Linked DNA regions of Mus musculus: region 1 is linked to region 2. A link is a contact called in public promoter capture Hi-C data. All regions are on one chromosome and are shown on one strand. Each heading gives the region's core, a stretch centred on a gene start, on an enhancer-like site or on the middle of the called end of the contact. The rest is flanking DNA. Distances are from core to core; before and after follow the strand shown.

Region 1 (3,638 bases), core at 2-2,501, 310 kb after region 2:
AAAATAACCAGGCGTCGTGGATACGGATAAGCAGCCATGTTCACATCCGCAGTCAGTTAAAGAGCAATGGCGAGCTTGGAATTAGTCATTGCTTCCCAAACATTACCTTTAATCACAGTTGAGCCGGGCAGAACTCGGCCTATGAGTCAACCTGCAACGCGCTATCAAAGGCCGGCGCAGAAACCTCTGCACCGTGAGCGCAGCCGAGCTCCTGCGCAACACACAGACGTGGCTCATTTAAAAGCTTTCGGGCCGAACAGTAAATAATAGGTTACGATTTAGGAAAAGGACACGTGAGCCCACCGAGTGTGAAAGGATCCCGCCCGCGCGAGTTCCAGGGCACGGCGGAGGCGAGTGGGGGGTCGAGGGAGCTTCGCTCGGGCTGGGGAGCCCGAACCCTGCATCCGGAGAGCGCCTGGGCCGCGAGAACAGAAAAGCTTTCGGGAGAGGGAGGGGGAGGGGACCGGGAGAAGGAACCAGAAACTCAATGGACCAGTTCAACCCCCACCCCTCACCGGCACGCGAAAACAAGAGGGCAGTTAACACAGCTCCACCGGAGACTGCAGTGGCGCGGGAAGGGGAGATCGGGTACCCCCGGCTGGGGTCCCGCACAAGACGCCGGCCCCCTCCCCCTCCTCCCCTCCCCCTCGTCAGAGCGAAGGTGCGGAGCGGAGGCGCGCGCATTGTGCACCCCCCCTGCGGCCAACTCCGCGAAAACAACCCCCAGCACCGCACCCCCACGCGGCCCCGCGCCCCCGGGATACCCTTACCTGTCGCGAGTGGGACTTGGGCTCAGGCGGCTTGAAGAAGGAGTCGGGCAGCTTGCGAAGCCGCATGGGCACGGTCTGAGGCACGTTGGCCGTCTTGGGGTTCATGACGGCATTGAAGAGCGCCTCCAAGTCGGTCTCCGAGTCCCCGCGGACGTGCACGACCTGGTGGCCGGCCGGGGGTGCGGGCGGGGCCGCGGGGGTCCCGGCCGGAGACACGGACGGCGGCGCGGGGCCTTGCGGGGCCGGCTGGGGCGGCGGCTGTTGCGCGGGCTCCATGGCTGCGGCCTCGTTCGACGCTCGGGGCACTGCGCTCAGGTTCGGGGGGCTGCGACGCGCGCCCGCATCGCCCTGCACTCCTTGCCCGAGGCCGCCTCCCCTCTCCTCCCCTCCCCTCCGCGAGCTCCTTCCTTCCTCCCTTTCTTTGCCCCCGGCCGCGGCGGCGTCCCAACTGAGACAGAAACTTTGGCTCCAGACGCCCAAACTAAAAAGTTGCGAGGAGCGCCCGCCCGCGCGCCTCGCGGGCTCCGCCTCCTCGACGCTCTTCCTTCCTCTGCGCGCCCGCCCGCACCGAATCCGCGGCCCGCGGCCCCCGGGGAAACTTTCCCTGCGCGTCGCTACATTCCTGCAGACTCCCGGCCGCACGTGACCCGGGGGCGACCGCGCTGCGTGCGCACCCACCGGCCGGCCCCGAGCCGCTCGGCTGCGGGCGCAGATCCTGCCGGACCCGCGCGCAACGCCAAGGCCGCGAGGAATCGGGACAACCGGCTTGGTAGGGTGGATGCAAAGGCCACACTGTTCACCCGCACTAAGGTTAATCCGGTCCGCGTTTTAACATTGATTCCATTTACCACCAAGTTTGAAGAAGAAACAACAAAACACTTGAGGGCGGGTGCAAATGATTTCAAAGTGAAGCTTGGAAACCAGGAGTTGCACTGGGAGTACCTTACAAAAGGAAACAGTATTACTTTTTAAATTTTGTTTTAAACAGGCTTTACTCTGTAGTCAAGGATATCCTCCAACTCTTTGTGCCACAGCTTCCACAGACAGCTAGGATTCCAAGCCAGGGCCTCTGCTAGCCCGGTTTTTGTAGGTTCATAGGTTCGTCCTTTTTCTTTTCTTTTTTCTTTTTTTTCTTTTCTTTCTTCCTTCCTTCCGCTCCCCCTTTCTCCCTCTCCTTCCTTTTTCTTCCTTTTTGTGTTTCTAATTATGTACAAGTGAGCACAGGTGAAGGTCAGAGGACCATTTGTGGGATCTGTTTTCTTCTTGGTTGTGGGTCCCAGAAATCGAGCTCAGGTACCCTGAACCATCCATCTCATGTTGACTACCCTATTTTGCTGTTTTGAGTCAGGTTCCTATGTAGCTAAGGCTTTCCTCCAATTCACTACATAACTGAGGCTAGCTTAAAATTTCTGCTCCCCCTACCTCAGCCTATAAAGGGCTCAAATAACAAATGTGGGGCACCTTGCTCAGCAAACTTTTTTTTTTTTTAAGTGAAAAGTCAATTTTTTAACACCAAAACTTGACATTTCTTTGGGAACTTCAACTCAAAACATAAGTCACTGTTTAACCTCATGGAGCATTGTGGGTTTTCCTCTTGTGTTTAGTACAAGGGTAAACAATGCAGGGTAGACTAAGAAATGAACCTCAATGGAGATTACCTTAGCCCCTGATTCTCTGTGTGTCAGTCTTTTATCTATCAGGAGCCTATCTGGAATCACTCCAAAAATGATAAAAATCTGTTCGTGTTTTTTAAGTTAATTATTTTGTATTGGGTGTTTTGCCTGAGTTTATGTCTTTGCCTTGGTTCCACAGAGGTCCAAAAGATGGTATTAGATTCCATGGAATTGGAGTACAACTGGTTGTGAACAGCCACGTGGGTACAGGGATTCGAACCTGAGCCTTCTTAGGAACCAGTACTTTTAGTGACCGGCCCTCTCCTCAGCCCCTTGTTGAAGTCATGAGCTACAAAACAAGAACTGGTTTTAATGAGGTATAACTGACATAACTATATAGTCTTCCACTTAAGCAGTTTGGTGCTTTTTGAGTGTATTCCCAGAGTTGTGCAACACTGACTTTAAACACACAAATTTCTTCTCCAGAAATCTGGTTTCTTGTTCTAATGATTTTGTCTGCAGTGTGAGTGAAACGGGTATAAATAGGATTAAGCAAAGAAAGGACCCTTGAGCAAAAAGATAATCTCTTCCTCTAGTTAAGACACGCCCGGAAGAATTCTGAGCAGCAGTCTATCGCTTTGTGTGGTAGAGTAGGGTGAGCTAGCTTCAGACAGGTAAGATTTGAATCAACTATTTAGGAGCCTCAGTTTCCTGTCCTAGAGAGGAAGAAGGGTAAATGTCTCCCTAAGACTGATTCCAGGATTGGTTCACACCAAGTGCCACAAGACCACACTCTTGTGGGCTCTGGAGTTTAGAGTTCAGGTCCCAGTTACCCACACAGGAGCTGTGTGATAGTGAGCAAGCTACTTCCTGCTCTTTCATTTTGTAATTACATCCACCTCATGTCTCTTATGTCGTTGAGACATTAAATGAGTCAATGGATATAAAGTACTTGGCCCAGTTTGTGGCACAAGGCGAGGTCTTAGTAGTTGTCAGCTATTATCAATGCCCTGTGTTTACAGATTACTTCACTGGTAGTGGCCTAGCCTGTTGGGCCACAACCGTTTTAGAACCTTGACAGCACTCCCTCCTTCTCAAACCCAGCGGTTAATCCACAAACAAAACATTTGGGCAAAATATCTGCAGTAGAAAGTTGAAATGGCAGGCAGTGCTGGTGCATGCCTTTAGTCCTTACACTCAGGAGACCAAGGCAGGCAGATCTCTGTGTGGACTTGGGGATGGGGTGAACTGAAGA
Region 2 (3,957 bases), core at 337-2,836:
TGCTGCGGACTCAGTGTGTGAACCTGAACAAAGAAGCCTGTGGATGGTATGATATGTGGTCTCTTCCTGGACTGTTAAGTCAGACTACTTAAACTAACAATCACCTGACTTCTTCTCCATATGGAATTAATAATAACCAGATGGCAGCAGCTCTCGTATGGCTAGTGAACCTCACATCGCCCCATAGGGTCTAACTATGTCTAACAAACTCTCTCTCTCTCTCTCTCTCTCTATGTGTGTGTGTGTGTGTGTGTGTGTGTGTGTCTGTCTGTCTCTCTGTATGTATGTGTGTATAAGTGTGTATGTATGTGTGGTTTTGTGTATATGTGGCTGTATGCATGTTTGTGTATATGTATGTATATGTGTATGTATGTGTGTTTATATGTGTACATGTGTTTATGTTTGTATGTATATGTGAGTCTGTGTGTGAGTATGTGTATGAATGTGTTTGTGTGTATGTGTATATATGTGTGAGTATGCAAGTGTGTTCATGTATGAGTATGTGCATGTGTATGTGTGTACATGTATGTATAGTGTATGCATGTGTGTGTGTATATATATATATATTGTATATTGTAAGTATGTCCATGCTTGTGCATGTATGTGTGTGTATGTGTGAGTGTGTGTGTGTTTGTATGTGTGTGTCTGTGTGTAGGCCATAGTTTGATACTGGGCATCTTTATTGATCCTCCTGTCTCTCCCTCCCTGGCATTGGAGTTACAGAAGCACCCAATTTTTAACATAGGTTCTGGGAATCAAACTCAGATTTTTGAGGTAAGCTCTTCTCTGACTAAGACATTTCCCCAACCTTTCTTGTGCTTGCTGAAGACACACTGACACTTCTAACTACTCTAAAAATAAGAGCAAGCTTTAGAAAGTGGGTAGTGTGTTTATCCTCCAGGTATGCACGGAGAATACAGTATGCTATGACATTTTTCTCTCCGTCTTATGCAATAGCATAATATTCCATCTCCCCTCACCAGTAATACTTGCTTTATTCCATAATTGCATAACAATTCTGTCTTCAAATTACTATCTAAATCCATAACAACGTCATGTATAAGGGATGCAGATTTTCAAATAAAAGATTTTTTTGTTCTCTGTCTACCAGAATTATCTTAGAAAATTTTACCCTCATGACTCTAAAACAAAGAAGGTCAATAGTCTAGTGGACAACCTCAAGGAAATGCAGAAGTTCTTTGGCCTGCCCATGACTGGAAAACTCTCCCCCTACATCATGGAAATAATGCAGAAACCTAGGTGTGGAGTGCCAGATGTTGCAGAATACTCACTAATGCCAAACAGTCCAAAATGGCATTCCAGAATTGTCACCTACAGGTGAGGCTCATTTTAGCTCATTCTGGTGGAGGCAACAAAACCCTTTTCCTGAGAACGCAAACACTGAATTCTTGTGTGCCTTCAGAATTGTATCCTATACTTCAGACTTACCTCGGATCGTAGTGGATCAAATCGTGAAAAAAGCTCTCAGAATGTGGAGTATGCAGATCCCACTGAACTTCAAGAGGGTTAGTTGGGGGACTGCGGATATCATAATTGGCTTCGCAAGGAGAGGTAAGAATGGCTCCTTCAGGCTAATCCTGTGTGCTGTTTATATTAGTGTTCTCCTTTCAAAATTTAAGTCCTTTCATGAGCACTCAAGTCAGCTTTTATTGGTGAAACATATGTTTAACTTATGGGAGAGGGTTTGATTTCTATTTTCAGTATCACACACATGCACACGCACACACACACACACATACGGTTTTAAGATCCTTCAGTATACAATGGTCGACAATGATAATCAGAGGATCTAATAAAAGCCAGATGCCTGGACCAGATCCACAGCCAGCTCATTCTCTGTGTTAAACTGACTATTGGTACCAAGAGGGTCAACCAATTGAACTGGCTTCTTTCTCCAATATTCATAATCACATGATTATGGAGAGAGTAGAAGGCCAAGAAAAACCTAGACACTGATAGTAATTACTGTGTGCTTTTGCAGATCATGGAGACAGCTTCCCCTTTGATGGGCCAGGGAACACTCTAGGTCATGCCTTCGCACCTGGGCCAGGCCTAGGCGGAGATGCTCACTTTGACAAGGATGAGTACTGGACTGATGGTGAGGACGCAGGTACAGTATCCTATGTCTCTTCTATGATCATTGCTTTAATTATAATCATTAGAGGCCCCTTAAATGTCAAGTAATATACTAGATGTGTTAAATGTTTTATCTCATTTAATATTTTCTTTTTTTAATTTGTGTGTGGTATATGTAGAGACCTACTTGATAGGAAAGAACTGACTGTCACAGGTTGTCCTCTGACCTCCATATTTGTACTGTGGCACAAGTATACATATAGGCACAGATTAAATAAAAATAAATAAATAAGATAAGATAAGATGGGGTGAGAGATGGAATGGGATGAGATAAGATAAGATAGGATATGAACCAGAAGAGCAGTCAAAGCAGTTAGCTGCCCCTACCTAGCCCAAAGCTAACATAAAGATCAAAGTTAAACTCATTAACTATCTCAGAACTTGAGGCCACAAAGAACAGCTTCTAACTGACTACAAAATTAAAGCCAACACTAACCATATGCAGTGAATTTAATTATGTCTTCCTTGGTAACCCAAGGAGATGGACATAGTTCTCACACCCAAGGCTCCCAAAAATGCTCTGGTCAGAACTTCTCCACAGAAGCTTCAACACAGAGATTTGAAGTAACTGGGTCAGTCCCCAGTGCATTCTGTCCCCTCCCCCACCCTCCCCACCCCTCCCCAACACCACCTCCTCAACACCCCACTTCGCCTTCCAGAAAAGCATATAATTCTTTCCCTGAATTCTGGTTTCATAAAGAACTACTGTAGACACTTTTTCTGTTCTCCTTTGGCTCCTTATCTGGGAGGTTGGTTTAGGGTATATGTTCTTAACCTTAGGTTACTCACTGAAGGACCAAAGTTCTTTTTATTTCTATTTTAATTTGAATGTGACATGTCCCCATGAATGCCTGCAATTGCACACTTGGTTCCCAGTTGGTGGCACAGTTTAGGAAGGTTATGGAGCCTTTAGAAGGTGACATCTTGCTGGGGGAGGGCAGGCTTTGATGGGTTATAGCACCCTACCTTATGCTCCCTCGCTCTCTCTTCCTCTCTCCCTCCCTTCCTTCCTCTCCCTCCCCCTGTACCTCCCCCTCCCTCCCCCACTCTCTGAGTCTCTCCCCTTGTGTATATATGAAATTGATCTACAGATTGCTTTCCTGCCACCAGCTGTTGCCATAACTTCTTTGACATTATGGATTCCATCCCTCCGACAACATAAGCCAAAATAAACTCTTCCTTCAGTTGCTTAGGACATGGCGTTTGTCCCCACCACGGAAAAGCAAACAATGCACTCTCCTTTCAGCCTCCTCCCTTTGAAGGAAGTAACCAATAACTGAGGAAACCTGGGGACTAGGTAGTCTTTTGCATTATAATGTGATAGATTTATTACAGGCATTTATATAGTTATTTTAATATTTACCATATGCATTTCCCTGTCTGTAGGAGTGAACTTCCTGTTTGCTGCCACCCATGAATTTGGCCACTCTCTGGGTCTGAGTCACTCTTCTGTTCCCGGTACTGTGATGTACCCTACCTATCAAAGAGACTACTCAGAAGACTTCAGTCTTACAAAGGACGACATTGCAGGCATTCAGAAGTTATATGGTAATAATCATGGCTTTCAAAAAGAGACTGTCGGGCTTGAAAGATGCCAGAAAATAGGGACTTGCCTGGAAAACCACAGGGGGACTGAAAACCTATGCACTAGGACAGCAGAATGCAAGATTCGCCTGTGTGAGATCCTGAGGTGAAGTGGCAGCCTCACACTCCTGGAGGATGTTTATATTAAGCATATGAAGAGATACTCATTTTATTTTTAATTGATTTCTACACACTCGTGTGTATGCATGCATGAGT

What was found. Capture Hi-C pulls out chosen DNA fragments and counts their contacts.
Region 1: a promoter capture Hi-C map of adipose tissue shows a contact between it and region 2, with 4 times the contacts expected there. The contact joins the promoter of Yap1 here to the promoter of AV064505 in region 2. A contact is called at or near these places in 10 of 39 promoter capture datasets (the C10 cell line, the HPC-7 cell line, HPC-7-derived erythroid cells and 7 more), 1 of 484 Hi-C or Micro-C datasets (nephron progenitors) and 3 of 9 other capture datasets (adipose tissue, liver and pancreatic islet).

What each region holds. Positions count from the first base shown.
Region 1 is chr9:8,003,345-8,006,982 of GRCm38.p6, forward strand. Yap1 (yes-associated protein 1) reads right to left here and starts at 1,252. Exons shown (of 9, transcript NM_001171147.1): 1 at 771-1,252. The coding sequence starts at 1,046.
Region 2 is chr9:7,694,045-7,698,001 of GRCm38.p6, forward strand. It overlaps AV064505 (expressed sequence AV064505), which reads right to left and starts at 1,587. Exons shown (of 4, transcript NR_126562.1): 1 at 1,450-1,587. Mmp7 (matrix metallopeptidase 7) reads left to right here. Exons shown (of 6, transcript NM_010810.5): 2 at 1,112-1,338; 3 at 1,424-1,572; 4 at 2,003-2,131; 5 at 3,544-3,705.